2 separate regions of the Mus musculus genome follow, and region 2 is linked to region 1. Evidence: chromatin contacts called from public Hi-C data. All regions are on one chromosome and are shown on one strand. Each heading gives the region's core, a stretch centred on a gene start, on an enhancer-like site or on the middle of the called end of the contact. The rest is flanking DNA. Distances are from core to core; before and after follow the strand shown. Region 1 has its middle 12 kb from the start of Gm51537. Region 2 overlaps Nwd1 (NACHT and WD repeat domain containing 1).

The links. A called contact is a pair of places that touch in the nucleus more often than the background predicts.
Region 2: a Hi-C map of the G1E-ER4 cell line shows a contact between it and region 1, with 3 times the contacts expected there. The contact joins two enhancer-like sites. A contact is called at or near these places in 5 of 484 Hi-C or Micro-C datasets (the G1E-ER4 cell line and embryonic stem cells) and 2 of 115 datasets of contacts at active chromatin or transcription factors (both in embryonic stem cells).

What each region holds. Positions count from the first base shown.
Region 1 is chr8:72,265,642-72,273,598 of GRCm38.p6, reverse strand. No RefSeq gene overlaps it. Among named protein-coding and RNA genes, the nearest start is that of Gm51537, 12 kb to the left of the region's middle. Within about 2 kb of position 4,983, at least 105 of the 459 cell types and tissues checked have an H3K27ac peak or open chromatin away from gene starts, as enhancers often do. A contact at or near this core is called in the G1E-ER4 cell line, where this site is marked.
Region 2 is chr8:72,661,902-72,669,858 of GRCm38.p6, reverse strand. Nwd1 (NACHT and WD repeat domain containing 1) reads right to left here. Exons shown (of 19, transcript NM_176940.5): 4 at 7,415-7,712; 5 at 1,980-3,249. Among named protein-coding and RNA genes, the nearest start is that of Nwd1, 19 kb to the right of the region's middle. Within about 2 kb of position 4,293, at least 65 of the 459 cell types and tissues checked have an H3K27ac peak or open chromatin away from gene starts, as enhancers often do. A contact at or near this core is called in the G1E-ER4 cell line, where this site is marked.

The sequences.
Region 1 (7,957 bases), core at 3,734-6,233:
AAGTTAGATGGAACAGCTGTCTAAGCAGATGTTGCCCTTCCCCCACCCTGGGTTGATGACAAATCCACTTCAGAAGGGGTGCAGGTCAGTAGCAGGGTGCAGGCCAGTAGTGGGGTGTGGGTCAGTAACAGGTTATCTCAGAGCTCTGAACGCCTGAACAGGGTCCCACCTTTGTTCTGGGTGGGAGGGACTGAAGGGAGCACAATGACTACTTACTTAATGTAGATGGCTTTGCTGTGTTGCATTGGGTGCTGGGGGGAGGGGGAGTATGAACATGTGGGTGTAGGTGCCTGTGGAGGACAGAAGAGGGTGCTAGAGCCCTGGAGCTACAGTTGTAGGTGGCTGTGAACCTCCATGTGGGAACTGAACCTGGGTCCTTCACAAGACCAAGTGCTCTTAACTACTGAGCCATCTCCCCTGCTCTTAACTACCCCTACCATCTCCCCTGCTCTGTTTCTAAGCTTCTAAGCTAAGACCTGTTCCTTCTATATAGCCTAGACTAGCTTCAAACCCGTGGCAATCCTCCTGCCCCAGCTCCCCAAGTCTTGATAATCCCCAAGTGTGAGCCACCATACTCAGCTGTTTGTTTGTTTGTTGTTTGAACTTCAGGCCAAGTTCAAGAATCAATCCCTCTGCCTCTGAGTGAGGTATGACAGGCTGAGTCACTATGCACAGCTCTTTTCCTTTTGAAATTTCTGGTTTTTGGTTTGGGGAAATTCTTTGTTTGTTTGTTTTGTTGTTGACAGAATCTCACTATGTAGCTCAGGCTAGTCTCAAACTTGCAGTGTTCCTCCTGCCTCTGTTTCTGAGTACTGAACCAACAGGCTCTGCCACTGTGCCCACCTCCCAGAGCTTCCTTGGTGCCGACTGAGCCCTTCTCCCCACCCCCCCCAGCCCTCTACTTCTCTGTGTTTCCTACTCAGAACAGCTTTCTCAGAAATGCCAGCCCTGCAGCTTGTGAAACATCCTCTCCACTGCCTGGCATCTCAGTGGAGCTTGCTGTGCAAACATGCAGGGGACTCGTGGCTCAGTGAGCGCCACCTATGGGGGGCTGAAGGGATGCTCTCCAGGCCCTTCCTACCTGCTGTTCCCCTAGCATGGGAGTCCACTGTGAGTGTCACTTGGACACAGTGGTTCTATGCTCCCTCTAGACACCAAGGGGAGGAGAAGACAAGGCTATGAGTGGGCAGCCAGGGGCCCCTCTATCTGTAACCCTGCAGTCTGGCTTTGTTGAGCCTCAGTTTCCCCTTTGGGAAATGGGATGATGCTCTGTACTTGGTTATGGATGTCTCAGTTCCTGGTACTGGAAGGCCTTGAATATACCCTCTTTATCCTGGTATGATGGTGCACACCTTCCATCCCCATCCTGGCAGACAGGCGGGTGGCTCTCTGTGAGTTCCAGGCCGGCTTGGTCTCTATATACTCGATAGTGGTCTTTCTCAGACTCCTGCTGCCATTTGTCTGCTCCATCCCACCTCCCAACCCCCACCCCTTTTAAAAATTGACAGGGAAAAGATACTGCCTGCTGTGACCAGCCTTTGGGAAGGTGAGGCAGGAAGATTACAAGATCCATCAATCTGAGCTACAGAGCTTTGGGCATCCCTGACTCACGAAGGTATGATGTGTATGTGGCTGTAGCTCTGAATACACGAACCAGGCCCAGGTCCCACCCCAGTGCACATCAGCTGGGTGTGGCACACATGTCTGATCTCAGCATAGGGAGGGAGGAAAGATGATCTGGAGTCAAGGTCAGGGCTGGTCAGTTTGGTAAAAGATCTTGCTGCCAAGCTCAATGATTTGTTCAACCCTTAGAACCCAGATGGTAGGAGAGAACCAATTCCTTCCTACAAGTAGTCCTCTAACCCCCAAACACGTCCATTGACAACTAAGAAATAAACATAATTTTAAAATCAAACAAAATTAAACAAAGGTCTAGAGAGATGCATCGGTAGATAAGCTCACTGCCTGTGCCTGCAGAGAACCTGAGCTGGGACCCTGGAACTCACGTGGCCCAGTCACAACCCTTAGTCCAGTTCCAGGTCCACAGGCCTTCATAGCCACCTGCATACACGGGCACACAGATAACTAAAATACATTGTTACACTAATTAGTTGCTAGCTAAATTAAAAAAGAGGGGAGGAGGGCTGAGAACGGGAAGGGAGGGGGAGAGGCGAGGAGGGGTGAGGAGGGGCAGGGTGGGGCGGCAATTGGAAGCTGAGACCCGGAGGTAATCTGTAGATGTCTGATAAGGCTGGAGTTGTAGATGGGGACTGGAAGGGCAGCCAGGCACGTGGGGTGTACTGAGGCAGGGTCTCTCTAAGTACTGCCCGGGGTGGGGGGAAGGCCCTGAAGGCATTAGCACATTTAACCAGAGGGCTGCCCAGGTCCAAGTCTCCTGTAGTGGCTGCAACTTTCACCAGCCCAATTTTCAAAGTTGTGTACCTGGGCCCCTGGGAGGTAAGGAGCCTCCCGACATGGAAGCCAGCCCTGAGGAGGGAGCTCGGACCTGCAGGTCTTTGACTTCTATTCCTCACCAGTACTTACAGATATTGAGGGACACGTGGCCACACTGAGGCCTGGCACAGGCTAGTAACCCACCAAGAGTCTTTGGCCCAGAGTGACTTTTCAGGCACAGGGGCTGGGAGCTGCCCTCTGGGTGGGGTCTGGCCGAGTTATATCTGGCACAGCCGTTCCCTTTGGGTGGCTGCAGCTGCCCAGGCGGGGGCCACAGTGCCTGCTTCACCACCCGTCCCGGCAGGTGCCAGTGGCCGCTTTACATAGCCACGCTTGGCGTCCTTCGCTTGCCTCTGCCTGGCTCTGAGCAGGGGCCACGCGGACTGGAGAGATTGGGCCTTGGTCTCACTTCTACTTTTCACTTTTACTAGCCTGAGGAGAAAAGCGCTTGTCAAAGGGACCTGGTAGTTTGGGTATGTGCTCCACCTGGATGCCATAGGGAAGGTACAACTGCTTCTAGTTGGCCAGCCATATAACAGACTAGGCTGTGGTGGCCAGGGCCTCTGGGCTGCTGTGTGGCCCCAGGCTAGTGTCTTTCCTACTCTGGGCCTCCATTTGTAAGTCTGGAAAATGAAAGTAATTACAGCAGTATCTTTATAATCCGTCACTTCACTCCAGTTTGTATTGGGAGGCCTTAGAGGAACCAACCAAACAACCGGCCTCCCAAAGGGCAGTGGTGATGCACACCTTTAATCCCAGCATGAGGGAGTCAGAGACTGGGGGAATCTCTGAATCTGACCAGCCTGGTCTACAGAAGGAGCCCTTAGGACAGTCTGTGCTATACAGAGAAGTCCTGATTCCAAAAGCCAAAACAAAACAGTCTCATTGTGTAGCCCTGACTGGCCTGGAACTCACAAAATTTCTCTTGCTTCTGCTTCTGAACACACAGAGATTAAAGGTGTATACCACCATGCCTAGATCTCTCTCTCTCTCTCTCTCTCTCTCTCTCTCTCTCTCTCTCTCTCTCTCTCTCTCCCACCCCACCCCGTTTAAAGAGCACATGTATTTGCTGTATTGTACTGTGTTTGTATAAGCCAGTGGACAGCTTGCAGGACACAGGCCCTGGGTATCCAACCCTGATTGTCAGTGGCAAGTGCCTCCGATGAGCCATTTTGTTGCCCCCCTTTTGTTTGGGGTGTGTTTCTTTTATGAGATAGGGTTTCCTCTCTGTAGCCCAAGCTGGCCTGGATTTCATTATGCAGCCAAAGCTGCTCTCAAAAAAATTTTCCAGCCGGGCGTGGTGGCGCACGCCTTTAATCCCAGCACTCGGGAGGCAGAAACAGGTGGATTTCTGAGTTCGAGGCCAGTCTGGTCTACAAAGTGAGTTCCAGGACAGCCAGAGCTACACAGAGATATATGTATATGTATATATATATGTATATGTATATATATATATGAGTATATAATATATATGAGTACCCTGTCTCACACCAGAAGAGGGCATCAGATCCCATTACAGATGGTTGTGAGCCACCATGTGGTTGCTGAGAATTGAACTCGGGACCTCTGGAAGAGCAGCCAGTGCTCTTAACCACTGAGCCATCTCTCCAGTCCCTAAGGATCATGTTGAGCTCTAAATTCCTGTCTCCACACCTGGAATGCTGTGTTTATGCTGGCGGTGGAATTCAGGCTTTTACAAATGCTGGGTGAGAGCTCTACCAACTGAGCCTCAGTAGGAAGCCCTGGCTACTCTTCTATTCATTAATTTCCAAGTTTTAGTTGTGTGTATGTATCTGTAAGGGGGTTTGTGCACATGAGTAAGTGCAGATGCCCTCAGAGCCTCTCGATCAGGGTGCTGGGAACTGCACTCCCATCTCTGCGCTAGCTCTTGATCACTATACCACCCCTCCATACCATTCTGTTGCTGTTGTTTTGAGATGGGGTTTCACTATGTAGCCCTGGCTCTCCTGGAACTCACCCTGTAAACCAGGCTGGTCTCGAACTCACAAAGATCTGCCTGCCACAACCATCCAGCGCACACCCCAATTTTTATTTACTTTATATTGTGTGTGTGTGTTTGCTTGCATGTATGTGCACTGCATATATACCTTCTGCCTGCACAGCTTAGAGGGGGTCAGCTCTGCTGGAGCTGAGTCACAGATGATTGTGAGGGTGCCGTGTGGATGTCGGGAACTGAACCTAGGCTCTCTGCAAGAGCAGCAGGTGCTCCTAGCTGCTGAGCCGCCAGTTCTCCAGCTCCGGCCTTGCTTTCACTTGAACATGGGTCTCTCTCACAGGCTGGTTCAGGCATGACCTGGCCTCCTACTTGGTTTTTCATTTAGGACAGAATCCAAGCTGTGAAGGGGAAAACTGGCCCAGAGAGGTGACGCCACATGCTCGGGCTGCCCAGCGGCTAGAGAAGAGGCTGTGGCTCTCTAGAGGGCCTCTGTGATCCGATCCTCATATCTCTGGCCGCAGGCTTCTGAGGGATGTGGAAATGGAGTCTCCCTCCAACCTCACAAGAACAGTCCAGCTCATGGCAGGAGTCGAGTCGGGCTTAAATAGCGGCTCCCAAAATATCAGGCCAAGGATAGGCTGAGCTCGGCGCGGGCGCAGTTGGCTCACTTCGTGGTTTCCTGCTTGCTAAGATGTTTCCTGCCGATAGCCACTGGCAGCCTTATCTATGACCTGGGGGACACTCAGGGGACAGGCTGTCCTGGCCCTGGCAGGGGCTGTGAGGATGGGGAGGGGGCAGGGCCCAGATGACCGTGGCTGGGCACTTTCGTGCACACAGATTTTGGGAAAGAACACTGTATTCGGAGTCCCGTGCCATACTGCTGAGCCCTGGATGTCTCTGCTTTCACCACTCTCCAACCCTCTGTGTCCATCAAGGGGCTCCAAGTCCAGGGGCACACAGATGTCCCCGGCCCTGAAACACAAAAGTGTCTGGAGGAGGGTCACTGCAGGTGAAGTTTCACGGAAGTTCACCAGGAAGATCGTTTGGAAGGGGTGACCAGGCTAAAGAAACACATGTGGGAATGCTCAGAGTCAAGCTTCTACTGTCCCCATTTCCCAGAGGAGGAAATGGAGGTTATAAGATGGAGCTCTAAGTCTGAAAGTCTGATTCTTTAAAGTTTTTTTTTTTTTTTAACTTTTAAAATTTGTGTGAGTGCATGTCCTTATGCCACGGTGTACATGGAGAAGTCACAGGGCAACGCAGGGGAGTCATCTCTCTTCTTCTACCACGTGGGTCCTGGTCCTAAGACTTGGCATCAAGCACCCACAGAGCCCTCTCGCCCCCTGGAAATCTGATTTTTCCCCTCTGCCCTCACTGACCAAGACAGACTTTTGGAGAATTCCTTTGCTATTGTTGTGGTTGTGGTTTTGACCTAGGGCCTTGTTCTGTGGCCCAAGCGGCCTGAAGTCAGTCTCCTGCCTCAGCCTCCCCAGCGCGGGCACACACCACATCGCCACATCACCAGGCTCAGAATATTGTTCTTTTATTTTAAAAACTCGGGTTTTTTCCTTTTCTTTCTTTTTCTTTTCTTTTCTTTCTTTCTTTCTTTTTTTTTTTTGAGATAGGATTTCTCTGTGTAGCCTTGGCTGTCCTTGCTCTCAATTTGTAGTCCAGACTGGCCTTGAACTCATAAAGATTCAGCTGCCTTTGCCTGTGTCTCTGCCTCCCTGGTGCTGGGACTGAAGTTCTGTTTCAGCACATCTGGCCCTTAAAAAGTGTTTTTATTACAAATACATAAATGACACTCAACATATGACTACCTGTGTGTGTGTGTGTGTGTGTGTGTGTGTGCGAGCGCGCGCGCACGCGTGTGCACATTTGCATGTGTGGGTGATCAGAAAGGAAGTTCATTGCTATGAATTCACTGAGACATTAAAGACATGCATGAGTGACACAGTGACAGCCTTCACTTGAAATAGGAGCATCTCATTTTCTCACTCCCTACAGCTCATAAAATCCTGCAGGGCATCTGCGTGTATGGGCCAAGATGAGGCACTTGCCATCAAAGGACCCACAGGGAGGAAGGAGAGACTCCTACAAACTGTCTTCTGACCTACATACATGGTACACACACACACACACACACACACACACACACACACACACACACAGAGAAATGTTTAAACAGGTGTGTATCAATGGAGGTTCATGGCCAGCACAATGGGACTCATCTACACTGTGGAATATTATTCAGCCTTGAAAAGGAACAGAGCTCTGACTCACATTGCCACAAGGACAGACCCTGGGGATGAGACACTGAGTGGCAGAGCCAGGCATAGAAAGCCCCACAGGATGGAATCCCACTGCCATACAGTACCCAAATCAATCCAGACTGACACAGGCTGCCAGGGGCTGAGGGAGGGAGTGGGCCAAGACTGCTGTTGGATATGAGTTTTCTTTCTGGGTAAAAAGAGTGTTCTGGAACTTAGTAGAAGTGATAGTTGTACTACACTTACTTCTGAATTTCACCAATGTATTTCATGTGGATTTAAAAATCAATTAAAATAGTTTGAGGGGCTGAGGCTATAGCTTAGCTGTTAGGGTGCTTGTAGCTCATTTGTTAGGGTGCTTGTAGCTCAGTTAACATGCATGATACCCTGGGTTCATTCCTAGCACCACATAAACTAGATGTGGTGGCAGTCACCTGTCACCTCAGCACTGAGGAAATAAGGCAGGGAGATCAGGAATTCATGTTACCTTCTACTACTTGGCAGGTTGGAGGGCAGCCTGACTGCATGAGACCCTTACAAAAACAAAAACCTAAAGTTGTGTGTGGTGACTTGCACCTGTATTTCTAGCACCATGACACTGAGGTCCAAGATCCATTCAAGTCTGTGGCCAATCTAGGCTATGTAGTTTGACTCTGCTCCCCAGATGCACACACATATTTATATGCGTATGTATTGACTTATTTACAATTACTTTATTATGGTGTTATGTGTGAGTGGTGCGTGCACGTGCACATGCACGTGGATGTCATGGATCTTCTGTCACTCTCCACCTTATTCTCGAGTCAGAGTCCAGACTGGCATCCAGCAAGCCCCAGCTCTGGGTCACAGGCTCGCAGCCATGGCCAGCTTTTTACAAGGATTCTGGGATCCGAACTCAGGTCCTCGTGCTTCCATGGAAAGCTCCCTTGCCACTGAGCCAGCCCAGCCCACTATGGATTTTCCAGTGTGTAACAGGGATGGGCTCGGGGCAGAATTCTATACAACCATGGAGGAATGCTGGGGTTCTTTCATCTGGAGATTTCGGTTGACTTCCTGCATGCATCCCTCAATCCCATCACAGTTCAGGCCCTTCTGAGCCCATTTCCCAGACAGGGTATGGAGGGGTATGGAGGCTCGGATGCTGGCAAGAAGTTGAGTCAGGGTGGCAGTCAGGTGCGACAGGCTCCAGCATCCTCGTGCCTAGCTCTCCCTCCTGTGCAGCGGGGGGGGGGGGGGGGGGGGGGGAGGTGGTGGAGCGATTGTGAGCATGACCATG
Region 2 (7,957 bases), core at 3,044-5,543, 400 kb before region 1:
TCAACTAGTAATTTAAAAAATGTTCCACAGACTTGCCCATGGGCCACTCCTCTGAGGTTTCATCTGCCCAGGGTGTCAGATTGACAACCAAGATCAGCCACCACAAGAAGTGTCAATATATGATCACAGGACCTTACCCCTTACCCCTTACTCCTTGTGATGGTTTGTATATTCTTGGACTAGGGAGTGGCACTATTTGGAGGTGTGGCCTTGTTGGAACAGGTGTGACCTGGTTGGAGTAGGTGTGCCACTGTGGGTGTGGGCTTAAGACTCTCACCCTAGGTGCCTAGAAGTCAGTCTTCCACTAGCAGCCTTTGGATGAAGACATGGAACTCTCAGCTCTGCCTGCACCATGACAGCATGGATGCTGCCATGCTCCCACCTTGATGATAATGGACTGAACCTCTGAACCTGTAAACCAGCCCCAATTAAATGTTGTTGTTGTTGTTGTTGTTGTTGTTGTTGTTGTTGTTGTTGTTGTTTTTAATAAGACTTGCCTTGGTCATGGTGTCTGTTCACAGCAGTAAAACCCTGACTAATACAACCCTCCAGCCCCACCTCCCATCCCTCCCTGAATTAAGAACTAGAGAGAGGGTTCAGTGGTTAAGATGCTTGTTACTCTTGCAAAGGATCTCAATTTGTTTTTTAGCACCCACATTCAGCAACTCACACCCAGGTTTCACAGCTGTCTGTGACTCCTGCTCCAGGGGTCTGACACCCCCTTCTGGCCTCTGCAGGCACTGCATTCATGTGCACAACCCCTACCTCCTAGACACCTGCTCACTACTTATGCTCCATTAGCTCCTCCCTCTTACACAGACCAGGACCCAGCTCAAGCATGCTGCTACCATGTTCTGGCTGGGTCCTCCTATTTCAAAAAAAAAAAAAAACAATCAAGGCATACCCCCACACACAGAGACAGACAGGCAGACAGACACACTCACATCACACATACATACACACAGATACATATATACACATGCACACATGCATGCACCCGCATAAGCACGCATGCACACAGAGATGTGCTTTACACACACACATCACACAAATACACAGACAACATGCACACATACATGAACACAAATGCACGTGTGCGCACGCTCCTACTGGCATGCCCACAGGCCTAACAGAGCCAGACAAAACCTCCCTAAGACGTTCCTCTCTGTCGACTCCAAGTGTCAAGGCAGTCAAAGTGGACCACCACAACCCTGAGGTGATAACAGCTATGGGAGACAAAGTGACTACCAACACATTGTGCACATGCCAACTGAAATCAAAAATGGGACACGTGTGTCACTCTGGCTTCTCTCAGAATTTGAAATCTTAGCCAGAGCAATCAGACAATTAAAAAAAAAAAAAAGATGCACAGAATTCTATATCTAAAACCCCTAAAACCCCACCAGGACACTTTTGGAGCTGATGAACTCTTTTTAACAAAGCAGTAAGATACAAAGGCTACATGCAGGTCTGGGGCCCAGGCTCAATCACACAACACATAACTAACCTCCACAAAATCCAGGTTCTGTCCAAATCCCTACAAAAAAGGAAGGAAGCAGCATGCATGTGGCTCTGTGGAAGGAGAACCTGCTCTGGGAGATTTAGGAACTTAGTGCCCAGCAAAAGGCAGGGTGTGGCTATGTGGGTGTGACCCAAGCCTGGAGACAGGAGTGCTGGGCTCGCTGGGGTTAGCCTAAATCCAGGTTCAGCAAGAGAATTACTCAAAGGAGTAATGTAGACAGTGAGAGAGCTGGACACTCAAAGTCCTCTGGCTTCAGAATGTGCATATTTGCACACACACAACCAACCAACAAAAAAGAAAGAGGGAGGGGGAGGAAGGGAGGGAGGGGGAGAATGGGAGGGAGGGAGGGGAGGAGGGAGGAATGAAAGGAAGGAAGGGAGGGAAGGAGGGAGGGAGGGAGAAGACAGAGGGAGGGAGAGCAGGAGGAAAGAAGGAGGGAGGAGGGAGGCAAACTTACCTGGAAGACACAATATAGCCCAGTACATGAGCCACCAGCAGTGCCCCATGTGTCTCCTCCAGGCGTATACAGAGCTGGTGTGTGGCTTCCTCTGCTGTAGTGGCCAAGGGCACTGGCACAGTGAAGGAGGCCCACTTCCGGGCCTCCTCAAAGGCCAGCCTTAGCCTCCCTGGGTGGCCACACTCTGGGAGGCTGGCCCAGAGGACATCTCTCTGACCCGGGCTCAGCATCCTCTTCTCTGCAGCCAGCAGCAGCTGTATGAACTCCTGGCCTTGACTTCCAGACAGGGCCTTCACCTCCCAGTAGGTGCTGGGGTCCTTGAGGGTCTGTTGCAGGTTATGTAAAACCTGCTGGCCTGAGCATGTAGAGAGGATGAGGTGCACCCTTGGAGGACACTTGAGGGGCAGCCAAGAGACCCTCGGAGAATGGCATATGGAGTCCAGGTCATCCACGGAGTCCAGGAGCAACACCAGGGACTCAAAGTTCCTCTGTGACACGGTGTGGAGGAGAGTATGGAAGAAATGGCCCACCCTGCTGTGGGCCTCCAGGACCTGGGCTGGGGGCAGTGGCAGCCCATATGCCAAGCACACTTGGAAGGACAGGCTCCTGAGGAGGCTGCGGGCATCCAGGCTCAGCTTTGATGTCCCTAGCAGCCTCAGGACAACCACTGTCTTGTGGCCAAGTAGCTCTGGTACCTGCTGGGCTAGCTTGCACATGAGAGAGGTCTTCCCGATGCCTGGTGGTCCAAAGAGAACCAAGGGAGTATGTGTCCGGCTCTCATCCTGTCTGAGCTGCTGCCTGAGCTGGGCCAGGAGCTCCTGGTGGCCGCAGAAGACCTTGGTAGACTCTGTGCTCTGCCAGAGGTGGTGGCGGATCTCTTGGTAGAGCCAACCCAGCTCCTGTCTGGCCAACTCCAGCTCTCGAAGCTGCTCCAGGACCTGATGGTTGGTCCTGGCCACGAACTGCTCGCTCAACTGCTTTAGGTAACGAGCGTGAGCCTTGTTCTTGGGGTTGACCAGGTCTCGGCTCCAGGACAGGTGGTGGGACTTTAGGGCTCCAGGCTGAGCATCTAGTATGCGCCCTTTAAGACCACTGAGAAGACTCTGGGCATTGGTATCCAGGCAGCCATCTACCAGCCGATCCACCATCTTCAGAGAGCAATCATCCAAGATGTGTTTATTGAGGTCCTGTACATCTCTCAGGAAGACGGTAGCTCCCTGGTCCCCTCTTGCTGAGCTCAGTAGGCCAAGCTCGATCTCCCACTCAATAACTACAAAACAGAGGACAAAAGGAGCCATCACAGTCACTGAGGCCTGAGAGGTACTTCTGGGAAACATGTTCGGAGGGACACAGACTGTGAAGTTTAACAAATGGGACAGTCACTTGGGATGGCTTGCAAAAGCCCACATGGCAGGTTAGGATGTGTGAGCACATGCATGTGTGTGTGTGTGTGTGTGTGTGTGTGTGTGTGTGTGTGTGTGTGAGTGTGTGTGTGTGTGTGTGTGTGTGTAGTGTATGTGTGTGTGTGTGTGTAGTGTGAAGTGTGTGTGTGTATATGTGTGTGTTCATGTGTGTGTATATGTATGTGTGTGTGTGCATGTGTGTATATATGTATGTGTGTATGTGTGTGTATGTGTGTGTATGTGCATGTGTGTGTGTGTATATGCATGTGTGTGTGTATGTGTGTGTGTGTGTATGCATGAGTGAGTGTATGTGGGGGGAGGTGGGAGGGGGGCAAAGAAGTATTTACATATCACACCTGTGAAGATCAGTGACCAGCCAGCCTACCCAAAACTGTGAACTTTGGATTCAAGAAGAGACTTTGTCTCAAAGGAATCAGGTGGATAGTGACAAAGGACATTACTGATGTCCTGCTCTGGCCTCCATTTGGAGTACCCACATAATCACATGTACACCACACACAAAAAAGAAAAGCCCACAGCTAAGACAGCAGGGTGGGGCCCACCTCCAATCCCAGGCCTCAGGAGTCTAAGGTGAGGGTTGCTGGGATGAGGCCAGCCTGGGATAATAAACAATCACTTCTTTTTTTACACTTATTTATTTAGTTAAGTCAATTGAGGGGATGGCATTTGTGGGTTTGTGGGTGTTTGTGCAACCGAGCATGTGTGGAGGTCAGAGGACAACTTGTAGAACTCAGGACTCTCCTATCACGGGAGTCATCAGCCCTGGTGGCAAATACCTTTAGTTCCTGAGTCATCTGGCTAGCTGAGCATACACAATTCTAAGCTAGCTTAGACTACACAGGAGGCCTTGCCTCAAAAGAAAAAAAATTTTAACCACACACAGTGTGTGATCCCGTTGATAAGAAGTGTCCAACAGCAAAGCTAAGCCAGGAGAATGGGAGTGGCTGCTTCATGGGGACAGCCTCTTATTAAAGTGACAGAGTGCTCTGGAATTAGTCCGACCGAGGTGGCAGTATTAAATGTCCCTCCACTATTAGCTTTACAGATGGGGATTTCAGCCCTGTGAGCTCAGTGTCCTCTTCACATAGTCGATCAACAAACACTCCACTCCTGCATGAGTTAGCAGCTGCAGTGCACGTGAGGGCTTGGCACTGAGGTTACCTTAGGTACCAAGTGAGTGAAACCATGCTCTCAGACACGAAGCAAGGGGCCATGGGACTGTGAAGGCAGAGGAAGAAGAAAGGATTCTTAGAGTTTGGAGTCTTTACTAAGTAGCCAGGTGGAAGAGACTCCTGCAGTCTGGGAATAAGCTTGATGGGCCAAAAAAAAAAAAAAAAAAAAAAGAAGAGTCTGTACATTTGGACACTCTGACACTGCAGCAAGAGTACAGCAAACCACACCCCGGTGAGTCTGCCTGAGTGTGTGCCGGTGGAATTGTTTTTATGAGGCAAGCTGTAAGCCTGCAGCTGGCTGATTCCTGTTGTAAGTTGTACCATAGCTGTCCCGGGACTCCTTTATCTTTTAAAGATTTATCTCTACACAGCTTTGCCTGTCCTTGCTACACAGATTAGGCTAGCCTCAAACTCAGAGAGTCTGCTTCTGCCTCCTCTACTGGGATTAAAGAACCATCAAGCTTGTCTTTACTTTTTAGTTATGTGTAATATGTGTGTGCGGGTGTGCGTGTGAGGAAGGAGTCTGGGGAGCAGAACTGAACTCGGGTCCTTTGGAAGACAGACCAGCCAGTGCTCTCCTGCTGGAAGACCAGCCAGCGCTCTCCTGCTGGAAGACCAGCCAGCGCTCTCCTGCTGGAAGACCAGCCAGCGCTCTCCTGCTGGACCAGCAGTGCCTCCAGACTCTTAGCTTTTTTGCAGCCTGAGCTCCCACTGACTTGTCTCAAGAGGCTCTTGTTTTGAAGGAGCAGCCAGATCTAAGGAGATATTTTTGAAGCCTCTCTGGGGCTCAGTGGAGTCTCCCTGCTCTCCGAAGATGGAAGGGCCAGGCCCTTGGAGATCCTACATTCCAGTCAAGGACAAGAGTCAACAGAGGGCCTTTCCAAGACAGGCTTGGCAGCAAAGGGCTGTTACCTCAGCTACTCAGTCTCCTGAGGCAGGAGGATCACAGGTTCAAGGCCAGCCTGGGCAGCTAAAAAAAAAAAAAAGCTGGGACAGAAGAGCCCGATGTTGTCTGAAATCTAGTTAATTGGAAAGCACCATTGTTAAGTTAAATTCTGGGTCTTGGGGCCTGTTCAGCAGAACTCTATTCATATAAATTCCTGTGCTGTGACTCAGTAGGCAGAACACTGCCTTGTGTGCAGGAAGCTTTAGACTCTGTTGCCCTGCCTCTCCAAGTCTACCAATGTCCGACAGCCTTCTGATCTCAGCGCAGAATGGCAGGATCCCCTTTTCATAGAGGCTTTCCTCTTTTCATCCTGGGGGATCCCAGACCCCACACACTATACCTTCAGAAAGTCATGTAGCCTTGGTTAGATTACAGGTTCACCTTCCCTTGTCCTGCTAGAAACCTGTTTAGCTAGCACCTGAGATTCCTGGAATGCCTCCCCATGTTAATGAGGCAGCTCAGTACCTTAGACGTCAGACCTTTGCCCACTGTGGATATTTCTACCCTATAGCCCCAAATCTATATAACCCTTGATTTACCCTGAGTAAAGTTTATGTGTCTCCCCAAAGCTGGTTCTGATGTGTCATTATTATTGTTTGTACTCACAGGTCATCCAAAACCCTGTTCATTAATTCTGTTCCCTTCACCTTTGTGGGCCAACAACCCACGGGAGAAGGAGACCCACAGGATTCCACCCAAACATAAGCCTGGAGTGGTGATGCTCACCTGCCATCTCCATATTCAGGAGGCAGAGGCAGGGACGTTAGGAGTTCAAGGTCATCTTTGACTACATAACAGGTTTAAGCCTACCCTGAGCTACATGAGATCCTATCCCAAATAAATAAATAAATGTTTGTTTGTTTGAATGCTCCAAGAGGCTCGGTGGGTGAAGGGCTTGCCATAGACTCATGAGGACTCCAGCTGGTATCGTCAGCACTCACATAAAGGCATGCTGACTGTAACCTAGCACACTGGAAATGGAGAGAGAGGCTCAGTGGAGCAAGCTGGACACCTACTCTAGCTTAATCTGTGAACTCTGGGTTCAGTGAGAAACCCTGCCTCAATGTACAATCAGAAGATAACTGACAATCTCCGGCTACACATTTGCATACACACTCTTAAGCACCTGTGCACGAATATGCATTCTCGAGCACACACACACACACACACATTGCTTTCTAAGGTCAGTGAGTATCAGCATGAGTATCATTTGAGTTCCTGCAAATTGTCCTCTGACCTCCACATGTCTCCATGGCTGGCACACACTCCCCAGCCAATAAATAAATGCCTATATAAAAAATAAATAAATGCAGCCAGGCATGGTGGCATGTGCCTTTACTCCCAGCACTTGGAAGGCAGAGGCAGGCGGATTTCTGAGTTTGAGGCCAGCCTGGTCTACAGAACAAATTCTAGGAAAATTGAAGCTATACAAAGAAACCCTATCTAGAAAACAAAACAAAAGACACCCTCCCAAAACCAACATCATATCATCAGCAACAATAACAACAACAACAACAAAAGGAAGGAAGGAAGGAAGGAAGGAAGGAAGGAAGGAAGAAAGGAAGGAAGGAAGGAAGGAAGGGAGGGAGGGAGGGAGGGAGGGAAGGGAAGGGAAGGGAAGGGAAGGAATGGAATGTATTGCATTCCTGAACAATTTCAGTCCCAGGCAAACTGAGATGGCGGTCACCCTGGGAGATAGGAGGGCAGAGCCAGGGGTCAAGAAGAGGGTCCTAGAGACTAACATTGGCCAAGGTTATGCAGTCTCTTGAGAGCCAAGCAGGGTTAACATTCACTGAGATGATACACTACTTCACTTGCGTTTGAGATCACAGGGGACATGTTGGCTTGGGTGTCCTGTGTCCCATGGACCTCTGGAGGTTCCTTGGGTCTCACCTGATCGGTGATAGCACATCCATTGCTCCTGGCTGATGAGGCCTAGCCTCCAGGCCTCCTGGGCTCCACCTCTCAGGACAGAGGTTAAGGTGGCCTCCTCAGGCCCTGGGACCACCAGTGAGCCTGAAGGCTGCAAGACGTAGGTTGGAGGAATGGTGTTGTCGTCTCTCTGGAAATGTCTGGTCACCAGCTCCAGATCTCGAGGCCTGGAGGTCAGCTGAGCTCTTAGTGCCTCCCACTCCTTTTCCTCAATCCTCCGGGGAACCGGGCAGGGGCCGTACTGGTCACCCAGGAGGGCCTGGGAGGGAGGGAGACAGAGACAGGCATGGGTTCAAATCCCACCTGACACTGAACTCTGGGACTATGAAGGAAGCACACTGAAGGGACACCAGCTTGGTGTTCATGGTCACCTGATGGTGTGACTATTACACAAAGAAGCTGGTGTGGAGACAATCCCCACACTCAGGGTGGAGGCTGAGGTGGGAAGTGTGGGAGATTTAGGCCAATGTGGACAGCAAAGGAAGGCTGTCTCAGACAAATGGG